Linked DNA regions of Cydia pomonella: region 1 is linked to region 2. The links are chromatin contacts, called in public Hi-C maps. All regions are on one chromosome and are shown on one strand. The core of a region is the stretch at or near the end of the contact, and the rest is flanking DNA. Distances in the headings are between cores, read along the strand shown. Region 1 holds the start of LOC133523603 (intraflagellar transport protein 172 homolog). Region 2 holds the start of LOC133523626 (lysosomal cholesterol signaling protein).

Region 1 (6,733 bases), core at 3,340-5,839, 400 kb before region 2:
GAGATAAGAAAGAATTTTGTTAAAAACCAAACAAAAATTAGAAAAGAATCAACAGCGAAGAAGGCGAAATCACTGTAACTTATTTAAGACGTGCATACGATAAGTGACGACAGTGGACATTTATTTAAAGTTGCCGATAATTATGTTTATGAGCAAATAGTAGAAAAATTGCCTTCACCTGTGTTGGTTCCAAACGGTTAACGCATTTATTACAAATTTGACGAGGCTATTGATGTTTATAAACAATAATTTCTTGTAAAAGTGATAAATGTAATAATAATAAATACTTAATGATTGTTATGAATTAACCCTTTATTTTTTCACTTAATTCAACTTGTCACACCCGTCACAATGTTCTGTCACACCCGTCATAGGTAATAATAATTAATTTAAAAAATCAACACATATTTTTTTTATCTTTAAACCATAGAAATAAAATAATCATTTCTTTTTAAACACATTAATTATGATTAAGTTAAAAAAAAATCTTTAATTTCGTCGTGCATATCACGTAACATAGGTTGTGATACGTGCAATAGTTGACGTCACACCCGTCACATGACTTTGAACAGTCATATCTTTACTTGTAAATATTTATATCATTTTTTTCTTATAATATACATACATTACAGTGAGAATTATACAACAGTAAAGCAGTCGTGTAATTAACCATACTGTGCATAAAGTTAGGAGCCAACGTTCGAGATGAAATGCCACCCGTCACCGCGGACTGACCCATATATATTTTTTATATACATTTACGCTTTTGTTATGTACACTATAAGTTTACACTATTATTATTTTTACTGTACATATATATGGTGCTACTTTATCGCACTAGTGCGAAAATTAGCATATTACGTTACTGTGCCGAACATTTAAAGGGCCATATGTACTGTAAAACGTTGTACGATACATGTGCGAATAGGTAATTCGCAACTCGTGTCGATTTAACACTCCCTTTGGTCGTGTTTTAATTTATCGCCACTCGTTTTGAATTTCCTATTTTTCGCACTTGTATCGTAATGTACTATTTCAATTGTACATCGAAATTTAAAATTAGGAAACTATAGGTCTATAACCAAATCAATGTGTAGTAGCTATTAGCTAAGTTGCTCATATGTTTATTTTAAGACTGTTTGTTTCTCAATAATAAAAAAAACATTTCAACGAAATCGGTTCAGCCGTTTAAGCGTGACGTACTTTGACATACATTACATTTACATTTAACAGTACATTTTTTTTTTTACTTCGGAATGGCGTCAATGTGATACCATAATTAATTTAGCACCCGATATATATGAAAACTATACCAAACACGTCCTAAGCAGCTTCACTGATGAAGATATCAAGATCAAATTGAGGGCCCCAAATAAACTTTCAAGAGTGGATATCTCAAAAACGAGACAAGATATCGAAAAACTTGACTAAATAAAACGAATTTAATCAACTTCCATTGAAGTTCTCATGTCGCTAAGATGCATAGTTTCCAAGATATAATCGAAAAATGGGACCTTTGAATCCCCCTTTCTCCCTGGGCTCAAAGGCGGGAACTGATATGTTCACCTCCTTACTAGTTCAAAGAAAGTTACAAAGTTAAGAATTGTGTTCCAAGCATTTCCCTCCATAACTTTTTTGAGCATTTGTTGCCTGGCCTAAGAGTTAAGTTTGCTTTGTTTGAGTAAAATTATTGTTACACTATGTGTCCAACTCCCACAGTGAGAATGTCTAGAATATTGAATTGACAGAAAGCTACAATTCTAACAACTGTAAGTGATGTACGGACGAACGCGTTATGCTATTTCAGTCCCAGTAAAAAAAGGACCGAGGTTGACTGAAGTAGTATGAAAAATACGAATGTTTCCGAGAAAATACGATGGCAAAGGATTGTTCACTATATTTGTATAGTATGCCACCTGTAGGGTTAATTAAGTCGTTAACACTTACCTAATAGCTCTTCTGGTTTATCCTCATTAGGATCTGGAACAACAAAATAACACATAATACTATAATGAAATGCAAAAGAATAATATGATATGACATAATCTGTATCTAACAATTTGTGTCAATAGTTGTCACACTCAACCCTTGGTTATGTGGCCATGAGATCACACAACTTACACGGAGTGTGATAATGTTCCTGACCAGAGTCACGCATGACAGTAGACCTGTTCACACATCGGCTTTGGCAGGGTCAAGCAAGTATATATCCTAATTATTATCATTACCTATAGTTTAGAAGCTACATGAAATGGACAAATGGAAATTGACAGGCAAAGTAGCTTGGTTTGTTAACACACATGTTGCTTATTATTACATAGCTCATATTTAATTATATCCCTATGAGGGATAATAAGAATGCATCATTTATAATCTGGAAGTCACCAGCAATATTAACACTTTATTCTTTCTACAAATTAATTTGTTTTGTTTATGAATAAAACTATTCTATTCTAAAATTAAATCAAATCTAAATCATTAGGCGGGTCCACACAGAGCGAACAAGCGAGCACGTACGTGCGAGGCAATGTCCTCGGGCACAAACCGGCCAGTGTAGATGTGCCTCGGGCGAGGAAAAGGCCGAGGCGGCACGTGCGTTTTCCTCGCCCGAGGCATGTGTACACTGGCCGGTTTTTGCGTGAGGAAATTGCCTCGTGCGTATGCTCACTCTGTGTGGACCTGGCTATAATTAAATGCTGGTGGCATATTGGTAGACTGACAGACATACCAAGATGAGAAATGATTTGATAAGTTCTGATTCTGACTACATAACCTTAAAAAGTAAATGCATAGTTACCTATTTTTTAGATGTGCATCGTATTCAGTCTGGCCACAGGAACTAGATTCACCTCTCTTAGCCAGTTTCACTTGTGGTAACTGAAATGTATAAATTAATTAAAATCCACAGACTACCCCTGAACGAAATAAAACAAAATAAGAAGATTTATCAGTAAGGTGGTAAGTTTGAAATCATACATTTTCATACGAACGAGACTATAAATATATATTCATCATTTAAACTGTTGGCTACTGTCTACAAATTACAAAATATCCAAATTTTATTCAATTACTTTTACTCACCATAAAGAGGTAATAAGTCTCCAGGCAGCTCCTTAGTTTAATTTATTCCATTATCAAGTATTTCATCATCTTGTTTGTTTCATGAATGCGAACCTGAAATATTTTTCTTGCATAAGTAACAAATAAAGAGTTTAAAAATTTTGATGCTAAAGTAACAAGATTCAGTAAGGTGGTATATTTAAAATCATTTAGTTCATACGAACGAGACTATAATTAAAATCATCATTTCAAAAAGAATTATCAAAAATATATGGGTGATTTACATATTAAGCTCACCTTTTAGTTTATAGCAGCAAGTTCCAATCCACCCCTGAAATATAAAACAAATTGAGTAAAGAAAAAACACCACATGTTCTGTAATAACCACTTGACTCACCTCATTTCACAAAACGGATATTAAAAGGGACTAACAATTTAACACAGCATCTAGCTTAAAAAGTAATTCTTTATTTTGTCCCTTGATTATCACTTAACCTCTAAGACACAAGAATTACTTCTTCGCGGGTTTTTTGGCGGCGGGCTTCTTGGTACGTGGCTTCGGGACTTTCGTTTTGGGGACGGCCTTTTTGCCGAAGACGCCGGAGCGAGCCGCCTTGACTTTCAGGCTCTTGAACACCGCTGTTCTCGCGCGGTTCCTCTTCACACGTGCTGACGTCAGCTTGAAACGGTCGTAGTCCGTCATAGCGGCGCGTTTCTCTTTGTTAGCGAGCTTCTGTGCCCATTGGCTCTCGGCCCACTTCTCATTCAGCTTAGCATCTGTCCACGCTTTCCTCACGACGCGGGTGGGCGCTGTGAAGGGGAAGCTCAGACGGAACTTTGTCAAATGCAGCTGGTTAAGGCGGATCTGTTGGCGGGGGACACCGCTGCCGGGTCCGTCGACGAGGGCGCGTGTCTGATCAATGACGTCGACTACGCTCACAAGCTTTCCCTTCAAGGGGCCATCGGCTACCAGGGCGACTCGCCCTGGTTCAACGTACCTCGCGAATGGCATGACGTCCTGCAACACAAAAAAGTTTACTTTATTAAATTTTATCACTTATCCACATGAGAAGATTCTTTTATACTACTTCTAAATAGCAAAACACAAGTCCGGCACTATAATCCTTGTGTCACTATTAGTGTTAAACCAAATATATTTGGAACATGAATGTAATTGAACTCATAATTCACCAAATTAAATTAAAATTCAAAAACAACACACTATAAGCACGATTCAAAAAGATTAAACAAAATTCTAACCTAGACAACGTCTTCACGAATGAAAAGTACTAACGAAAAGAATTTCCGGTAAATTGACAGCTATGACAAAGTGTTGCCATGTACAAGAGTAGTGCGATACCGTTAAATATCGGTTTAGCATAAAGTCAGTTTCACACGATTCTACATATTTTTAGGGGTTCCATAGAACTCAATAATGGAACCCTGACGTCACTACTTTAGTCTATATTTCTTTATGGCTTATGGCTGTGTATTTCCGATGATATACACAATGGATGGATGGCGCCAATTTAAATGTCGTCGGCTGTCGGCCTGTCGCTATGCAACAATGACAGAACAACACAAACGTGACTTGAAATAAATATATTATACGTTTGCGTTTATTATAATACTACATTAAAATGCGTTTGAAATATTCAAAAACGATAATGGAAGCACAAGTAAGAATAGTTCAAAATTAATTGCGATCTATATTTTGTAACTTAAGGTTAATTTATTGCTAGTACATAATTTGTTCATTTAATTAGGTAAATCACGTAAAATATTACGCTTATATATATATAGGAGGGCGAAAGTCCTATTGCCGACATCTGCTGGTCAGCGAACAACGTGAAGCTGGCGGTGGCGACGTGCGAGCGGCAGGTGCTTCTGTTCGACCGTGATGGAGTGCGACGAGACAAGTTTAGCACTAAACCCGCTGACCCTGCCGCTGGGAAGAAGTCCTACGTTATTACAAGTACTTACACATTAATGTTATACAAGCGAACCTAGTTATAATTTGATTTTGTTGGTTATTATCATTGGTTAACCTACCTAAGTACCATAGGATGGTGTAAACATTACGTATCATTGCAAAAGTTGACTTATTAGTTGATATATTGTTTTCGTCAATATGTGGTTGATAGTCTGTGCGGAAAGAGAAGAGTCATGGAATGTATGGGGCTTAATACATTCCAAGACTCTTCTCTTTCCGAACAGACTCTGTTTAAAATTGTTATCACCTTTTCATATTTATTATCAAGTGTCAATGCCAATTACATCCACACTTTATCAGGGGGCCTACCGCGAAAACCGGAATTCGCCAATTGCGGGGATCTTTCTCTTTTACTCTCACTAAGACGTAATTAGAGAGACAGAGAAAAATTCCCGCAATTGACGACTTCGATTTTCGCGGTAGGCCTCCAGGACTGATATTAGACCCGAGAAATAATATTTTTCCGTTTCACCAAACATCAGCACATCGTTTACAATATTTGAAATGTAAAAAATGGAAATGGTCCGTATGCAAAAATATCAAACATTGAACATTTTTGGCAATTAGAGACAAATATTTTTTTACATTTCAAATATTGTTAACGATGTGATATTTCGGGACTGATTTCGGGCCCGAAGTCGGGAAGTGTGGATGTAATTGGCGTTTAACTCATGTTGCTTTAAAGGCCCTCCACACTCGTGCGCGAATCGAGGCGCGAAGCCGCGAACAAAAGTGTGGAGGGCCCTCGCGTCGTTTTCGCAGATTGTTCTCGCCTTCGCGCCTTATTCCCCGTTTTTTGTCGGTATTTGGCCCGCGTCAAAGGAGACGAGAAGCGCGAACTTCCAAGACTCCACACTCGCGATCGCTTCGCGCCGCGATTCGCTCACGAGTCGGTTAATCTGAACTGTCATAACCTTCTATGGCGGCTACTTGGTTATATTGGGTGCGAACTTGATCAACCTTGCCGCAAACTAAATCCGATCAGCTGACGCTTCGGCGCCATCTTGCAGCGAACCAAACTGCGAAATCGCCGTGAAGTTGTGCGAGTGTGGAGTCTATGCCAAGGTTGCGGTATGTATAAAAGTTATATTTGTTTTGGCTTTAGCGCCAATTACATGCACACTTCCCGATTTCGGGCCTGGTAATCGTTTTCGTTTCCCGGAATATCAGCACATCGTTAACAATATTTGAAATGTAAATAATACTTTGTCTCTAAATGCCACATGCATTTCTGCTGACAAGGTCGCTGTGCTAGACTATAGATATCCTGAAAAAAAGCATTGTTTTCATATAAAATTCTTTGTAAGAAAGTCGGATAAGATGATTTCGCTTATAGTGACAAATCGCTTACTACTACCTATAAATCTGACACATTCGCTGGTTTTCGTGGCCGTCCCCACATCTTTAGCGCCAATTACATCCACACTTCCCGATATCCCGATGTCGGACCTGATAAATTGATAATCGTTTTCCGTTAGGTACAAGGAATAACAACACATCATTAACAATATTTGAAATGTAAAATATACTTTGTCTCTAATTACCAAAAATGTTCAATGTCTGATATATTTGCACATGGACCATTTTTAGTGTTCCGTACAAAACTTTGTTCACGGAACACTTATGGAATCAGTTTGGTTTTGCAAATCGGTTATATGCGATTTTCTCAGAGACCGTTTA
Region 2 (7,386 bases), core at 1,731-4,230:
TAAAAAGTTTAACCAAGGGCGCCAAAACTCAATCTCGCTCTACCCTGATCGAGTGCTTGGGCCAGCGCTGAACTCAAGATACTATGTCAAAAATGAATAGGAAAAATAACTTAGAGCATTTGACAACTGGAGACGTCTTGTCTCTAATTTTCTGTACAATGCAGTCTGCCGATTTTTGCGGGGTAGGAGCACGTCAAATGTATGTTATGATAATAGCCATGTCAACTAAATGTCAATCCATACAATAAGTATGACCATTGGCCAGGTTTTCGACAGAGAGGTAAGCTCTTAAGGGCGACTCCAGTTGTTAAACACTCTAAGGAAAATAATGTCATAATGTCATTATTTCATAAAGTAAATTAAATTAAACTTACAGTTTAACCATTATTAGGACACAAGGCAGCAACAGAGCCGGTCCTCTCAGTCTGTGTATTTGACCAACCATCCTGAGCCCCAATAAGAACAGTGCTGTAGCTGAAAAAGAGTCTCCAAACACCTGGAAGTTGTAATTGAATTAACTAGTACTAGGGCTTAATTACTAATTCAAATTAAAGCACATAGCACTACTACAAAATTCTTTGACACATTACATTTTGCTCATATGTTTTTATAATGAAGTAAAAATTATTATTATTTTTTTTTTTATATTATAGGACATTATTACACAAATTGACTAAGTCCCACAGTAAGCTCAATAAGGCTTGTGTTGAGGGTACTTAGACAACGATATATATAATATATAAATATTTATAAATACTTAAATACATAGAAAACACCCATGACTCAGGAACAAATACCCATGCTCATCACACGAATAAATTCCCTTACCAGGATTTGAACCCGGGACCATCAGCTTCGTAGGCAGGGTCACTACCTACTAGGCCAAACCGGTCGCCGGATTTAATAAAGAACACTGATACTTACTTTCAGTAGCAACTCAATATATGGCGAAAGTTGATGTTTAAAGGCAATATTGCCTATAATACCCAGCACTGTCATCACCAACACAGGGTTAAAAGCTATGCCTTTGACTATTTGCCTTAACAACTTGAACTTGCACAGTTCACTTGATCTCTCCCCTTCAGGCGATGTGGTCACTATCTGAGCATTGTCTCGTTGTTTCTTGATCTCCATTAGCACAAAAGCAACTGGATTTAGTATTGCTAGCGATATTGGTGCCATCAAATATAGGAAGAGAGCATATTCTGGATGTGTGTGCTCATAGATAGCATTGACTGAAATTTATATTTAGATCCTTAATCAAAAACATAAATGAACAACACAATATTACAGCATGTGAAGTATTTTTTTCATACAAATTGTTGCAGTTTTCAAAGAGTGTGACAACCTTACTGATTAATAATTTAACTTGCAGACTGTAATACAATTACTTCCATCAAGAAAAGTTGATTGCTAACCCCTTTATTCATAAAACTTTACTGGCCTGATTTAATTAAATTATGTTTTATCCCTTTCTTACAAATACATAAGTCAAAATGACAGATAAAGACAAACAATTCATAGCTAACTCAGGCCAGTAAAGTTTTTATGAATAACACCATAGTAAGTCTACACACTTCAATACTTACTTATTGGATATCCCAAGGCAAAATCATTGCTCTGTGTGCAAAAGATGGCAAATATACCAGCTCTCCCAAGGTTCACTGGTTTGGACACCAGAATGGTGACAATCATAACGGCAAAGAACACAATGCCTTTGGCTAATAGTATAGCCAGAAGGAATGTCCAGTTGACTGTACTGAAATCCAGTCTAGCCAGGGATAAGAAGATGAGTGATGGAAGGGCAAAGGTGCCCACAAATGTGCCAATCCCTTTTGATTCTGTCTGTGACACCACATTTAGGCGGCCAGCAATATACCTACAATATGAAAATATATATTGACTCCTGTTTTAATTAAATCAATTTGTTAAGAATTTTATTTTCATAACAGAGGTATGTGATGATTTTTTCTTTTTTCAGTATTTTTTATTAAATATCAATTGATTTCAACTCACCCACATAATATAATAGTAAAGCACTGGAACAGTGCTGGATATAAATTATCTGCTTTAGCTGGATCAAGGAGGAAAGTTGATTCTTCCATTTTATTGTAAGTTGTTATTTTAAGGTAATCTAAAACAATATGTCATTTATTAGTGAAACCTTACGTAAGTTATTATACATGTTAATTGTTAAATTTCCTTTTATCGGCAATGTGTCTCTAAATAATAATATTCACTTACCAATATGTTACTGAAGCATATAAGTAAAATACATCTTAAAAAACTTTAACTCGGAAGTCAGTAAAGTAGTTGAGGGACGCTAATGTTAAGTAATCATTTGATAACAAGGAATTCCAAAAACATTATAAATATTAACAGGTATTTATATACTACGCCGACACTTTCACATAGGTTACATAGTATAGAAAAAACAAACTGAAAATATCGATAACACTGGGCACAATGATAACGCGACGTGAGCTGACACAGCCACAGATTTTTATCATTAATGATTTGTCTTCAAATCTATGATAAGTGAAAATTTTCAGCGTTTTTGTTTAATTTTTATTTCATTACATCGTTGACACTTGACATTCTGTCATCAATCGATATGCAAGATGTATGCAAGTTCAATATCAATATTTCCATTAAAAGAAATAACAAAAAAAAGACTGCTCTTATAAATGCACGTTTTAATGTCTTGCTGGAATAGCTTCAATGTTGCCAGCTTCTATTCATGAGGGGTTGCATGTGGGTTCCATAGTTGGATTGCATGGCGTGTAAAGAATGCTTAAGATTTTTATGATAGAGACAAATAAAAAAACCGGTAAACGGAAGTACGGCTTTCATTATAAAAAAAAAAAACTACATGCATATCCGGTACTCAACACAGTATATTTTATGGCGGCAGGCCGATTGAAATTAATGGAAGAAGTATTCATAAGTTAGCAACTCGGAAAAAAATATTTACAATTCCAAATACTCACAATAAAATGTCAGGAGTTCAAAGAGTTCGTTTGAATAATCTAAATATAAACTTAAATAATGCCTTAATTGTAGGAATTATTATTGCTAAAAATAAGCCGCGTACAGTAGGGTCCAAGAAGAAAAATGGAGATTCTAGAGGTGTTACGTCTTTTACTATGAGAGATTCGGAAGTGGATACCATTAATGTCGACGTCTGGGGCTCGGAATATTTTTCCTTAACATTTTATGAAAGATTTCTAGTTGGCGACGTGGGTAAGTTTATTTTCATAAGTTTTATAAATAGTTAGTAATAGTTACCACAAGTTGTGGTCCACAACCAACACATCTTCAGTAGGGAAAACTTTTTATGAAGTTTCTAAATTTTGTGCTACGAGATATTTGTTGTATCAGTTACATGTACTTGTTACAACTGAATAAAATACCTTTTCAGTCGAAATTTCACAACCGAAGATATGCGTCAAAAGCGGCAATAATGCGTATAGACCACTAGTAAGTATATCTACTGATCTTTTACCTATATAATCATGTTACAACTACAATATTTTTCTTCGGCATAAGTGAAGGGACTATTTTCCAAATTGAAGTAGGTACATTTTATGTCTCGGGCTTTGAATACTTTTGTTAATTTTGTCAATTTTATACCTAAGATCTGAATAATTTGACGACACAAAATGTGTAATATTCTAGGTATCTTCCCCTTTCGACCTAGTCCTGAACGAGGGGACGTCCGACGTGTGCATCCACACCGGGGACTCGTTTGCGTCGTTCCTACCGCTCCTGCACATACCGTCCAAACCGTCCTCCGGTTATTACGGACTAGGCGAAGTGCTGAAACTGCCGGGTAAGTAAACTTTGCCTTCAATGTTTCAGCGCCAATCACGACACATTGTCGTCAAAGCGTTTTAATGGAGTAGATATCGATCATCACCAGTTGTAATTACCTAATATATGAGAGAAACACAATGTTAATACCAAATAACACTCTTTATTGTACCATAAACCTACAACTAGACAGGGTGGATAATAGTACAGTGCTATATTTAATCATTAATTGATTCTCTTATTAAATACAACATGTAAGCAACCTTAGCAAGTTCAAACATAATCTATACAGTTACTTTATTTTAATTAATTGATATGCATAGCAAAAGGCAACATTAGCTAATTAATACCTATAATCAAGATAATCAATACTTAATCTGATACTTCTTTACAACTCGACGGCTGGTTAGCGAATGAATGCTCCGTTGGCTACGTCAGGGTATTTATTAACGACGATGTGACGTCACCGGAACAGGTCTTGACGCCGTTCTTGTTGAGACCGCTCGAACTGGCAGTTTTGCTGCTTGAATAACACTCGGCGACTACATATATGTGTAAATATTACACTACTATTATGTTTAGTATCAAAATAACACTACCTACCTTGAAAATCGTAAATCTACTTATTTCCGGACTGCTAGCATGCTATCAGCGATTTTCATGTCATTCACCATGAGGCGCAGATTTGACAAATCTAACCTTTAATAACATGAGGACACGAGCCAACGCACGTGTCTTCTTGAATGACACGATCTATAGTTTAAATTTTAATTGTACGGCCTGATAACTACTAGTTAATCGAATAACGGAGGGATAACTTCAAGAAGTTATGTCACGCATACGTGTCGTCATGGTTGTCTAATCACTTAATTAAATTGCATTTCATTCCACTTGAGTTAATGTTTTGTTTTTACTATATAAAATTATTGTTTTGTATATCCTATACAGAAGGGGAGAATGTGTACGTCGATTTGCTGGTTGTAGTAAAGTCCGTAAAGCCGGTGAAAAGTATCAAGACCAAAGCGGGTGTGGACATGACCTTGCGGAGCGTGGAGATTATTGACAACACCACGCCCGCCTCCATTGAGCTTGCTATATTCGACATTGATACTATACAAAGGTGATTATTTTTTGTATGTAAATTATAATCTTTATTTACATAATAGATATTACTAAAACTAGCTTAAATCTAAAATAGGCTCATGAGGCATTGCAATGATTTAAGGCATTGGATGCTGGCGGCATTTTCTCCGCAATACTAATATGTTGTGCAAGGAAGCCGCCAGCTCTTCGGTCATCACTGATGACATCGCCATCGCCATCGATAACAATATTTTAAGTGTAAAAAAAATGTTTGGCGTTGAAACTCTATTAGGTCCTCAGATCATTAGGTATGTGGGATCCCAGTGCGCAGTAAGATTTTTGCAGAAATCGCGTTGCGACTGGTTGACGTAACGATGAGTCATCTTCGCGATTTCTGCAAAAATCTTACATTTCATTTAATTTTTTTTATATTTCAAAGATTGTTAACGATGTTCTGATATTTCGTGAAAAAGAAGTAGGTATATAAATGACCCTTGGTCGAGCCCAACATCGGATCCGTTCGTAAGTGTCAATCTAAAATAACCGCTTATAAACAAAAAAGTGCCCTATAATATATTTATTTAAGTAGGCTTGTGACGTTAACTTAAGGATGCTTTCGGCGCGCTGAGACCTCTTTTAAAAAAAAAACGGACAGACGGACATGACGAAACTAAGGGTTCAAGTTTTGCCATTTTGGCCACGGAACCTTAAAAAAAGATTCAATCGATACATCATTCTAGGGCTGAAGACTGGCGTCCGCTTGAAAGCGTGTTGTTCATATCAGACGCACGCGTGTCGTGGCGCGGGCGCGTGGGCGTGCAGGTGTCGATGCGGTCTGTGGTTACCCATCAACCACACAGCGCCGACGCCGAGGCGCTGCTGCTGTATGTCAGGAACCAGGCTAATACACGTAAGTTCCTTCATATGGCCCAGACTTTTAGAAAACAATTTTTAAAGATACACCTGCACAAACACCTACATCGCGACAGTGCAACTCTAAATTCATTAGTGTCCCCAGGGTCTTCAACTCTAAATTTGGCCTGGCTAGTCCCAAAACGGCCCATTTTTTTAGGGGGGTATTAGGCCTGCGGAATACCATATCTTCCGTCGCATGTTTCGCGCGACATCCCATTTCTATTGTTCCCTTCTAATTTCCTGGCTTTACGCTCCCTCTTAACACATTTACAGACAACGTTTTTGTAGCGCTTTTCTCGTAGTCGATCCCAGCATTTTTCCGTTTTGTAGAGGAAAGAGATAACGAACAGAGCACCCGCCGCACATTGGTTCAGGGGCGGAATAAAGTCCAAAAATTACATATTAACTAAAGCAGGGGTTCCCAAAGTGTGCGCCGCGGCGCCCTGGTGCGCCGTAGAAAGTAAAGAGGGGCGCCGTGAGTTCTATCATTATCCGAAACCACAAATATTCGCGGGTACCTATTTGAGCGCTCGCATCGGTAAATAATATAGCGTCGTGTCACTCTTTTTCGACCGTGATTTTAAATTTACAAGGGCGCCGTTGCAAAATACTAAACTTGTAACTGCGCCGCATGTTGAAAAAGATTGGGTACCCCTGAACTAAAGTCATTTATTTGACTTATATCTTACAGTAGAATAGTATCTTACAGTACAACCCTGTACTGAAAGGATTTTAATTTTGATGTATTATTTATTTGTTAATAAATAATACGGAACACGTTATGCTGAACACTTACGAATTTTTCGTCAAAAAAGTTGTTTTTTCAGGTAATATATTTCTAAAACTATCGGTAAAATATCCAAAATATGATTTTTATTTGATGTGCCGTACATTAAGGTATTTTTTATGATAGGTAATATCAGTGATTTCATGTATTGGTAAGGGCATGGCTTGGATTTAAACAACATGGTCATTATTTTGGCCACATTCAACATTCAATTGGATATTACTTTTAAGCTACTCCTTCCTTTTCACCAAAAACTACCTTAATTATCCAATATGATTATCTAATTGATTCTAGCTGCTAGTACTTACAAACTTTTGAGTAAAGACCATTTAAGTAATGAGCTTATTGAGATGTAGGAAAAATAATGACAGAGATAAACTAATTAATGAGGGTAGTTAATGAACAAATAACTTGATTTGGGTATAAAATGTGTACGTAGTTGTCTTTTTCTTCATTTACTATTATCGTTTCGAGAAAGTAACATAGTTATTATTGATAGTCATGTCATGGCAAGTTTCAGCATTTCAAATGCAGAGTTAGACGAAATTGCTATTTCAAGTGACCGGGATGTGCATAAGTGTATTGAAAGCCTGAAGATTAAATATCCAAATCTTTCAGAAGCAATACTTGGCCAAATCTATATTCAGTTAAGTAAACAATTTTTACCTACTTTCACAAAAAAGTGGAAAGCTTCATCAAGGGTGAGAAAATATTTTTTTGACAAAAATTAAGATTGGCTCAGTGGTATGTTTTCAATACATACAATGCCTTCAGCTTCGAATGCCGAT

What was found. Hi-C and Micro-C count contacts between places; a contact is called where the count stands out from the background.
Region 1: a contact with region 2 is called in a Hi-C map of whole body, with 8 times the contacts expected there. The contact joins the promoter of LOC133523603 here to the promoter of LOC133523626 in region 2. A contact is called at or near these places in 2 of 2 Hi-C or Micro-C datasets (both in whole body).

The regions. Positions count from the first base shown.
Region 1 is chr12:12,677,481-12,684,213 of ilCydPomo1, reverse strand. LOC133523603 (intraflagellar transport protein 172 homolog) reads left to right here and starts at 4,589. Exons shown (of 36, transcript XM_061859272.1): 1 at 4,589-4,739; 2 at 4,864-5,035. The coding sequence starts at 4,701. LOC133523622 (large ribosomal subunit protein eL14) reads right to left here and starts at 4,460. Exons shown (of 2, transcript XM_061859306.1): 1 at 4,321-4,460; 2 at 3,509-4,078. The coding sequence starts at 4,072. The coding sequence ends at 3,572. It overlaps LOC133523631 (a long non-coding RNA gene), which reads right to left and starts at 3,492. Exons shown (of 17, transcript XR_009800251.1): 1 at 3,358-3,492; 2 at 3,082-3,174; 3 at 2,798-2,877; 4 at 1,948-1,980.
Region 2 is chr12:12,270,898-12,278,283 of ilCydPomo1, reverse strand. LOC133523626 (lysosomal cholesterol signaling protein) reads right to left here and starts at 2,980. Exons shown (of 15, transcript XM_061859310.1): 1 at 2,245-2,980; 2 at 2,017-2,134; 3 at 1,590-1,879; 4 at 925-1,235; 5 at 375-496. The coding sequence starts at 2,105. LOC133523615 (meiosis-specific with OB domain-containing protein) reads left to right here and starts at 2,863. Exons shown (of 8, transcript XM_061859296.1): 1 at 2,863-3,243; 2 at 3,422-3,480; 3 at 3,679-3,832; 4 at 4,762-4,933; 5 at 5,637-5,806. The coding sequence starts at 2,997.